Regions from separate parts of the Drosophila melanogaster genome. Here regions 1 and 3 are each linked to region 2. A link is a contact called in public Hi-C data. All regions are on one chromosome and are shown on one strand. The core of a region is the stretch at or near the end of the contact, and the rest is flanking DNA. Distances in the headings are between cores, read along the strand shown.

Region 1 (3,541 bases), core at 1,018-3,517, 1.7 Mb after region 2:
TTTTTGTGTGCCAGGCTGAAAGAGAAGATCAATTTGTGTATCCTTCTAAACCAAATTTTTAAAAATAATCCAAAAACTAGTGTAAAATCCTTAGTGAAAGCCTTACTCATCCTTGACTTTTTACTTTCAGTCCCAACTAAGGCGCGACGATAACCTCGCCAAAACTAGCTGAAAGTCGCACAGTGAGCAAGTCCTTCAGCAGCCGCAGCAACAGATAAAGTTAAAGAGAAAGCAGCAGTCACTGGCCAAACGAGGAGCCCGTCATAGCAGTACCAGTACCAGCAGCAGTAGCAGCAATCACGGCAGCAAAAAACTGCCCCAGCCCAGCAAATACAGCAAGCTAAGTGCGGCGGAGTCTAGCTTTCGGCAGCTGATCGACAAAAATGAAGATGATGTAGGTACCAGAAATTTGGGTCGCACTGTTTGTTCACGATACTAAGGCAGTTCTGTCATTACAGCTCAGCAGCAATAGCAGCTCTTCGACCTTTTCATCCTCCTCCCAGCAGCAGTCGTCGGTGGACTACGAGGCGGAGGACGAGAACGAAGACAAGCAGCGCAGGCCGTTGCATAAGAACGACAACGACAGTTTGCTGCACGTTCAAAATTTCCTCAAGTGCTTCGGACCGAATGCTTATGCATCGACCAAACCATCAACACCCACTCCAGCAATCGCATCAAAACCTCTAGCCATCGTTAAGTCCTCTGCCGGAGGGCAACTGCGTGCCTGGCGCCAGAATTATAGCTCTCCAATTAATGGAGTTCAGGCCGCCACCTCAATAGCAACATTACAGGCGGCCCAGTCGACGACAGCCGTAGCGGAAAACACAAGCACCAGCACTGCCATGTTTCAAGCCCAGGCCAGTGCGAACCAAAAGCCAACCAAGTTTCAAATAAACACAAAGTTTTTGCGCAAACCACGCAACAAACTACTGAAAATGCTGCCGACAGCGGCAGCTCTAGCTCCAGGTGCAGCGACCACTGAATTCAAGCAACAGGAGGAGCAACTGCAGCAGCCGCAGATGTTCAACGATGATTCCAACGCCAAATTCAAAGACTTTTCAATCGACTCGTTATTGAATAAGTAAACGTAAAACATTAACGGTTTAGCCTTATTATTTGTAGCATAATAGAAGAAATACATACAAACAGAGCCCGACCGCGTTCCTAGTTTCCTCCAACAGAACCACCACAAATTTTGTTTAGCCAATCGAGTAGCCACACCATGAACATAGCGACAACCTATTCTAACTAATTGTAGTTGTTTATTGTTTATTTATTATATGCGTATTGTATAACTAATGCCGCAATTCATAGCTAGCATAAGTATGTAAATATCTACTTAAATTCGATAATAAACCACAAACACGTGCTAGAATTTAGAACACGTGATTTTTTAAGGTTAAGGTTAAGGATGGAACCGATGGGCAGTCACTACTTATCGAGGGCGGCGTGCACGCGCAGCATCATCTCATTTTTGACGACTTCAGGCACCAAAGCGCGAGCCTGTTAAGATTTCAATTGATTGATAGAGTGCGCCAAAAACAAAAAAAAAAATAGTGGACATGAACCTACTTGCGGGACTATTTGGGCAGCCAGTTGGTCGCGGTTTATATTGTCCACTCCGCGCTCCATGATGATGTTTCGTATCATTTCCTTAATGTCCTTGTGCCATCCGCACTCCACAAGACGCGTGTGCAGCAGTTCCTTCAGGCTGTTGAGTTAACGAGAACGTCCAGGAGTAATGGCAATCGAATCCTCATGAGAAATACTTACGCGGCCTTATCTTGACTGCGTAACGTAGGCTTATATCCAGGATCGGGATCGGTTCCCGTTTCCTTGTTTATTGTCATGGTTCGAGTTTTAATTCGATTATCTCGTGTATTTTGAAAAGTACTTAAGCCCGAGTCGGTAAAATTCGTTTGGAAATCAAATGCAGTGTTTTGACGATGAACTGATTCCAGGAAACTTTACAGTTTCGGAACTCGTTTCAAATCCAGCAACGGGCATGATTTTTCTCACGATAGCATTGTCAAGAACTAAAAATGAAATTAACAACATAAACTAATCAGTGAATTTGTATAAAATTTATTAAGCGTAAAGTATTAGTTAATTTGATTATATACTTTTTTTATTAATGCGAAATTTACCCAGTAACCTTTGTCCCGTGACAGAAATTCAAAATATCTCTCAGTGACTGAGAACTATTCGTGAATACTGTAATCACATACTGAATAATGTAATCGCAATAATCCCATCTCTAAAAATAAATGTTTTTGTTTTGATTTAAAAACAAGTCCTCGATGGATTTGCTTCTAGAAGTTGAAATATGGCATGAACTTAGCTTTGAAGTCCTTGAACCCGAACCCGAGGTATATGTATAATGAATTGCTGGCCACAGAAATCCTGCTCGTGCCCTTCTCAGGCCGTTAACTTCTTCGTAAGAAGTTGCATCTTCACCAGTCTGCTTATTGACTTTAATGACTTATCCTTGCAGCACACATCGACCGTCCGCTCGCTGTGCGACACACCATATAGTGCTTATCCGTGTCACCTGTTATCAATTCCTGGAAAACCACTTCGTTCTCACCGTGCACTATATTCAAGAATCTGCAGCTATTAACCGCTTTCTCAGCGTTTCAACTATTCGCAGAGGTGCGTCAGAAAGGTTCCCTTTTTATTTGGCTAAAATCCTCAGATAGAGCCAAACGGAACATAGTAGCCCAAACTCTTGAAAGTTTCAACTTAAACGGGGATGCTCCAGTGATTGTTACGGAATATGACGAGAGCTTCAAAACTGCGTTTGAAAACCAGGTTCACTGTGCTACGGTACACAGTTGATCAGGGCTGCAATTTCTATATGAAAAGTGAGTAGAACATTTGGAAGCCATCCGTTTGTCGCGATCTGTAAATTGCACGCCATTGAACAGAATAATTGGGACGTTTAAAGATGTCCAGCACGATTAAGGAGTAATGTAATGGCCGTGATTAGTTTCTTGCCGAACTTCGAGAACTCTGCAAGGGAGTTGGAAGCCGTCACAAAACCCACGCTGCACTGGGTGATTCCGCATTTACGAAAACTGTCTTCCGATGTCGTGGCTGAGGAACTTCACTTTTCACCCACAACAAACTGCGACGTTTCAAGGAATCCTAAAAGCAAGCTAGAATAAGCAATGGAGTCCAACTATGTGGAGTCCAACAGCCAGAGTAAAAGGTTCCCCGTTAAAATGACAGCAACGACTTAGTAGCCCGCGAAATCAACGGATATCTGATTATGCAGGTAGTGCTGAACACTGATTTCAAAACGCACCACTGGTGTAAGGCCCCGAATGCCAGTTTTCACTCCTCTATAAAGTCAGTTGCAAGGTATTTGCTCGAAATACGCTGTTCCACGCCCAAAATCTAATTAGCGCGTCATCTGGATCCACAGGAGACTTAGATCGGGCTTGGACTAAACTTGTTTTCTAAATCATAACACGAAAAATGTTTAATATTGTTTTTTCAAGTGTATTTTATGTTTAAAATGTGTTGGTTTATCGTTTTC
Region 2 (3,165 bases), core at 205-2,704:
TGATTCGTCGTTCTAAAAACAATGAAAAGAAAGCAACCAAGCACTATGTATTTTTTTAATTTCTCCATTGATCTAATTTACAATTTAATTTGCAATTTTTTGTGATACTTTGCTATATTTTTAAACCTGGTATGTATACAAATTAAAAACAAATACAACTGAAGAGAAAACGATTAATTAAATACCCTTACAATTACCTTAAATGGACCATAAGATGAATGCGAATATGAAGAGCAAACTCGCAATTCTATATTGTAATTATAGAAACGATTGTGAATAAAAATCTGAGAAGAATTGTAAAGCAATATTGGAAATGTGTTAAATCCAAGTCAACTTTTAAAATTTGAGAAAAAAGAAAGAAAACCCCACAAACCAAACAACAACAACAAAACAATAGAAAAAAGAAATAAACAATTGTACATGGCTTTCGTAAAGAAATTTATGAAGGCTTTGTATGATTAACCAAAAAAAAATCCACAAATTTGTGTTTTTATTTGCGTTATCACGTACAGTTTTTCGTTGGCACTTTTAATTCCAGAGCTAATCGGCAAGATCCCCATACCCCGTACCCCCCGTAGAGAATCATAACCCCCTCCACATTCCAGACGATTCGAACAACATGTGCTCCGAAAAATTCCACTACGAGGTTCTCACATGTTTTTGTTTTTGAGCACGATATCTAAGCGAGCAACCAGAAAGACAGAAAGAACCACAATAAAATTGAAAACTAAAAAGCGCTTTGCTAGGAGATCGAAACAAAGGAAAATGCGCATATAGTACATATGCATATAAATATACATACATACATATTACATATATAAATGCAGCTGCATTTGTGCTGCGATTTCACAAACACCCAGATATTGCGACATAAATGCATGCAAAGTAAAATAAAACGATAAGCAACTTTACAGAGCCGAAGGGCATACATGTAATAGAACCATTTCCAACTCCGTTTCGATGTGAAAAACTATCCTGATTGTTCCTATGTTAGTTCTGAGTAGATGCAACCGCAATCGGATCGGCGAATCCATTAACAACTATGCAATAAGTGCGAATTGTCATTGTGCGTTGAGGAAATTTATATAGATACGCAACAACATGTAAGCATTTTATAGATTCTTACACAGCAGTCAGCATGATAACGATAAATGTTTAAAAGTTTTACCACATCACCACTACACAAAATAGATACATACATGTTTAAGAAGTTTATATACATAAATTGATATGAGACGACCGATAAGATCGTAGCCAGAGAGCTCAGCTAGCAGCAAAGTCAAGTTAAAACTCAAACAAAACAAACAATTGCCTAACGATCAAACAATCAATGTGTAAATCCCCTCCCAAAAAACACCCCATCCAGTCGATGAATCCCCACATCCCATTCCCATTCCCATTCCCACCTAACCCATCCAACTTCCCCAAATCCCCTAAAACGTGAACAGAGAGATACAAATATTTTCAATGGAAACCCCGAACGAGATCCAGATGACGTCCAACTACTCCGGCCGAAAAATCCACATGCCATATAGTAAATTGGATTTTTTCAGCCCAGATCCTATTTTTACTAGCTTAAAGTTTTTAGTTCTTGGATCAGAAATAAGCTTATAATCCATTAAATACGCTCCTTTTTAACTTTTTCAAACTGAAAATTGCTTACAAAGCCAAAATATTTATGAGTTAACTTTTTCGATTCGAAAAAATTGAGTCAAGGCAACTTCTCGAGTTTCGAGTGTCAACAGCGATAGGAAGGGAATTTCCATTTGGTTAGATGTTTAAAAACCCATTTACATATGATAATGATTTCCTATGAGTTCTTTGTTGAAACAGATGTTTAAAAAATGGAGCTTGGCTGATTGCAAAATTGAACAAAGTTGAAGTGAATATGGGTATGGATGGCTTATTGGATATTTCGATTTAGGAGGTAAAAGTCCGCGACTTCGATGGAACCCCCGAAAAGTGGCGATCCCAGAAGGAGGACGGTGGAGAGAGAGAGCTGTTGGATCAGTTTAGTTCACAGGTAAGTTGGCAAAACGCGAATGTGACTCACTGGCGGTACAAACTAGTATTATCTAGGTGGATTTCTCTAGAGGTTGCTCGAAGAAAAAACAGACGCCGTGCGAGTGGTGAACGTGCTTCGAATCACCTTATCTCGCACCTACCGCGCTCCACACAGAGAAACAAATATGCTGCAACTTTACACGTTTTAAATGCAGTTTTCTAAACAAAAATATATGTGTGAAATTTGTATACCCATTTAGATCAATTTTAACGTGCTTTGATAAGTCTCGAAAACGATTTGAGTTTCGGATGAAATGAATCATCACCCCAATTGTTACTCTGCATTTGATGTTTCTGTTTTTTACCTCGCCGCTTTGGGATTTCTTTATAAACGATGTCGCAAAAGAAAACTGGATTCACAGGCAACACACTATGTGGGCAATGGGCTTCGGTTTTGAATTCGGTGTCGTTGTTTACCGCTTCGCTACCCCTGAAGTAAATACGTTCATACATATGCATGTATATATGTACTTACCATTATGTTTGTACTTTATATGTACCATATCCGATCGAGTCGAATGAATACAAGACAATAACTGTACGGGTTGTCCATATTTGAGCATCGAAAGCGTTTTTCCCTCGACGAATTCATTTAATGCTGAGACCCGTAGTCTTTAATTTTTGTGTAATGCTCTCAACGATTTTCAGGCCACCCCCGAGAAATACATATACATGAACATATGTATGTATAACTGAGGACGGTGTTTACGTAGTGACGAAAAGCACGCAGAGTATATATATAGTAGTATATGAGTATATATACTCAGTATATATATGTATACTGGAATAAAAATGTAAAATATTTAGATGAAACTTTAATATTTATGGGTATCCGGTAGGTGCTCGTGCATTGTTGTTTTCAAACTCCACTAGATATGTATCTACATATGTGTGCTACCCATATTTGTTGCCCTGGATGCCTGTATGTCTGCACACAAACTTAAGGCAAATCAAAAGCGTAAACAATTTTGTTTTTATTTTGCTTTTGGTTGCTTCTCTTTTATTTTAATGGCGCTTTGCTTAAGCTAATTGCAATCTATAAATGGCGACGGCGATAGTGGATTTCAGCGAGGTTGTCGGTGAAGGGGTATATACTTCGCC
Region 3 (3,235 bases), core at 617-3,116, 1.3 Mb before region 2:
ATTATTTAAAAAAAAAAACCTGCAGGGATTTTGTACAAAAACATCTAAATAAGTTTTTGTTCAATTTTCAGAAGGCTAAAATAAGCTTTAAACTGGTATTTTTTTGCCACTTCATCTTGACATCAAATCAATCAAACGGGGATTTTCGCCATGAATCACTGAAATATTTTCGTATTTCTCTGGTCAAGATAAGCTGATTCCTCATTGGTTTCTATTCGTTTTGAATTTGCATTGGCTTTGGAAATATCTGCCTCTTCTATATCTGTTTGTGTTTGCACGCCTGTTTTCTGTGTCAAATGCATTTTTCAGTCATCCACCCACACGAGTAAGGGGGAAAAATAACAAAAATCGACCTCATAACACCCACCCACATAACACATCCACACACGCACACCACAGCAGGTGAATGGCGATTCGACTGTGTGTAAATTTTTGTGCTTCTCTATGTAAACGATGGCCTTATGTAAAAGTCTGTTCGTTATTTTTACACAAAATATTGCAATTTGCTTTGTGTGTACCCCTACACATACATATGTACATGTGTATATGTATGTGGGCCCACGGTACGTATATGTACTATATACTGCATACTGTGCGCTCGCATGGCGAAAACTGTGCAAGGTCAAGTGACTGAGTATGAGTTGTTGCTCTCGGATTGCAAGTGCCTCCGATTTAATTGCCTTGCCTGAATTTATCCACACTTTCAAGTCGCCGCAAGTCGGGCTTTAATTAAGATTTTTACTTGTCAAGCGTCTATAACCTATTCCACAATTAAATCCGGGGTATTTTGAGCTTCATTTCTTATATAAGATGATGAAAACGATTTGCACAGCAAATGAGAGAGAGAGAGGGATGCAAAAAATTTGGGTTACAAGCGACTGCAGCGATACTAAATTTAAAACTGCCGCTGTGCGAACGAAAGCAAAAAGGCAGCTGATTGTTTTAAACAAATTGCCCGACTAGACACACAAAAAAACTGCTTGACAATGTGTGTGTGAGTTAGCGAAAATGTGTTCGCATTGCACTTCTATTGTTTTTGTGTTGTTGTTGCTTGAATTACAGGGTGCCTCTTTGTTGTGCCATTGCATAATGCCCAGAGAATCGCAATTGCAATGGCAGATGTGCAGCTAGTCGACTGATATTACGTATACGCCACCGAAAAAGCCAAGACCCGCTTGGTTTTTGGATTTTGATGAGGGTTTAGCTTAGTGTTGGTGCTGGTGTATTGCTGTTTCCGTTTCTGCTTGTGGGTTTATGCAATCCAGGGGTACAAAATCACACTATGGGTTGTGGGGACGGGAGGGGGTGGGGGTACGCAGTTAATCAGCTGTTCAGCTGGGGATCGATCGACTGTTCGTTGGCTGTGGGCCTCTGCGACTTCCGCTCGTTGTTGCCGACTCGATGGGGAAATGAACACTGAAGCTGGCCAACGGCAATGGGCCAAACAGAAACGGACGTCGGCGACTGCAGCAGCGATGGCAGCAGCTAACACTGCGTCGACGTCAACTGCAGCTGCGTTTTTGGCTTTGCTTCTTCTGGTATTCTTCGTTGTTGTAAAAGGAAAACTGTTACAATTTTAGGCCAAACGCGACGCGAACCGATACCGCTTTGATGGCCACGTGTGTGTCTTGTTCTCGCTTGCCAGTGTGTGAGTGGTAACAAGTGTGTGTGTGGCAAAGACGCTCTAAGGTGAAATATACTAAATGCAGGGCGGAATTTTGTACGAAATGTATTTCTGTCTCTCGCTGCAAGTGCAGCTGCCACAACACACACCGCACACACACACAGAGCCACGTATATACTATTCGCTTCGCGGCTAAAAACTAAAAAGTCAAACTACTTTGGTCTAATGCTGAAGCGCAACTGTCAGCTGCTCGGGCCGTTCAAAAAAGCTAGCTGAGATAAGGCTAAAAAGCGAGGAGAGCGCGCTTTCGGTTAAAGCTCTCTCTCCGCACTCACACGGACGCACACATGCATGCGAACAGCGGAAACCGAAAGCTTTTGCAGTTGCACATGACGCAAACAAAAACTATCTAGCTCTCTTTATCTATTCCTTACCCTCTCTTTCGCTCTCGCTGGCTATCTTTTTCTCCCTCGCACAGTTGCAGTTTAATGTTCAAGGTGATGTTTCGCTGTGTGCGTGCGAGTCCGTGTGCATGTGTCACAGTTTTTTTAGTTTTTCGGTTTTTTTTTGTGGGAGAGATTCCACAATTATGCGAAATTATCGATCAAATTTTGCTCTAAGGTCAACCTTAAATTGAAAATTCCGCTTTTCCACCGCGAATGTTCCCCCTGAGGCCAACAGCTGGTATCGCAATTGTTAATGTTAATCTCGTCATGCACGACCTGCTGTCATTATAATATTAGTTCGATAAAACGAGAGCTGGCACACGATCTTGGGCGATAAATGATTTCAAGTGCGCCGACAGTCGACATTGCACACAGTCCCTATGAATTTAATCTATCTGATGAATCCCCCAAAAAAAATATACACAAACTTGTGGAATGTACATATGTACATACATATGTATGGAGATGGATGGATGTGAAAATGCACAAATCTACTGACCAAAATATAAAACATCTAAGGTAGGAACGACGAAGTAAAATTGCAGTGCACAGATTTGTTTGATAAATAGTTTATCTTTAGAATTAATAAAAAAAACTATTGGTTATAATACCAATAAAATGCAATCCACTGTTTTGTACGAATGAATCAGAGTAATGTTTAAAAAGCGCATTCATCTATAATTGTACCATAGATTAATGATTTAATTTGTTTATCATAAACTTGTTATTTCCGATGATATATTAGCCACAGCTTGATTTCTATATCCCTCGGATTGCGTAAGCCGCAGAGCTCAGCTCGGCCATTGTCTATAATTTTATGGCGTTTATTATTAGCGTTTTTTATTGAATTTGACGGCGTTTTATATGCGAGCACTTCAATCCCAGCTAATTTCGACATAAAACTTGTCATGAGGTCACCGAAAGGCGAACAAAATGCACAGTGTGGCAACAAATGTGGCTTTAATTACCCTGCAGATAATTGTTTGACCAGTCCAGAGGGTAGAAATTGATTTCATTCTATGAGTTGACTGAAAAAATCATTTGCTGTTCTGTCACCCAGCGCGATTGCATAAGACAGAAGCAGAAAAAGAAACTCTTAAATGCACAACTATCACACAATGTATATAAGCGTATACTATGGAATAAACGGGGGAAAATTCGCTCG

The links. Hi-C and Micro-C count contacts between places; a contact is called where the count stands out from the background.
Region 1: a Hi-C map of the Kc167 cell line shows a contact between it and region 2, with 3 times the contacts expected there. A contact is called at or near these places in 4 of 107 Hi-C or Micro-C datasets (the D17-c3 cell line, the Kc167 cell line and the S2 cell line).
Region 3: a Hi-C map of the Kc167 cell line shows a contact between it and region 2, with 2.5 times the contacts expected there. A contact is called at or near these places in 2 of 107 Hi-C or Micro-C datasets (the Kc167 cell line and the S2 cell line).

Annotation. Positions count from the first base shown.
Region 1 is chr3R:7,092,433-7,095,973 of dm6, reverse strand. It overlaps lncRNA:CR43685 (long non-coding RNA:CR43685), which reads left to right and starts at 2,267. Exons shown (of 3, transcript NR_073989.1): 1 at 2,267-2,437; 2 at 2,495-2,864; 3 at 2,928-3,541. It overlaps e(y)2b (enhancer of yellow 2b), which reads right to left and starts at 2,039. Exons shown (of 3, transcript NM_001300275.1): 1 at 1,774-2,039; 2 at 1,573-1,711; 3 at 1,247-1,503. The coding sequence starts at 1,850. The coding sequence ends at 1,432. It also overlaps a transcript of Alh not described here.
Region 2 is chr3R:8,811,868-8,815,032 of dm6, reverse strand. CG9837 reads left to right here and starts at 1,454. Exons shown (of 2, transcript NM_001170086.3): 1 at 1,454-2,023. It overlaps aqz (aaquetzalli), which reads left to right. Exons shown (of 2, transcript NM_001275461.2): 2 at 1-1,543.
Region 3 is chr3R:10,092,392-10,095,626 of dm6, reverse strand. It overlaps lncRNA:CR43459 (long non-coding RNA:CR43459), which reads right to left and starts at 1,866. Exons shown (of 1, transcript NR_133372.1): 1 at 1-1,866.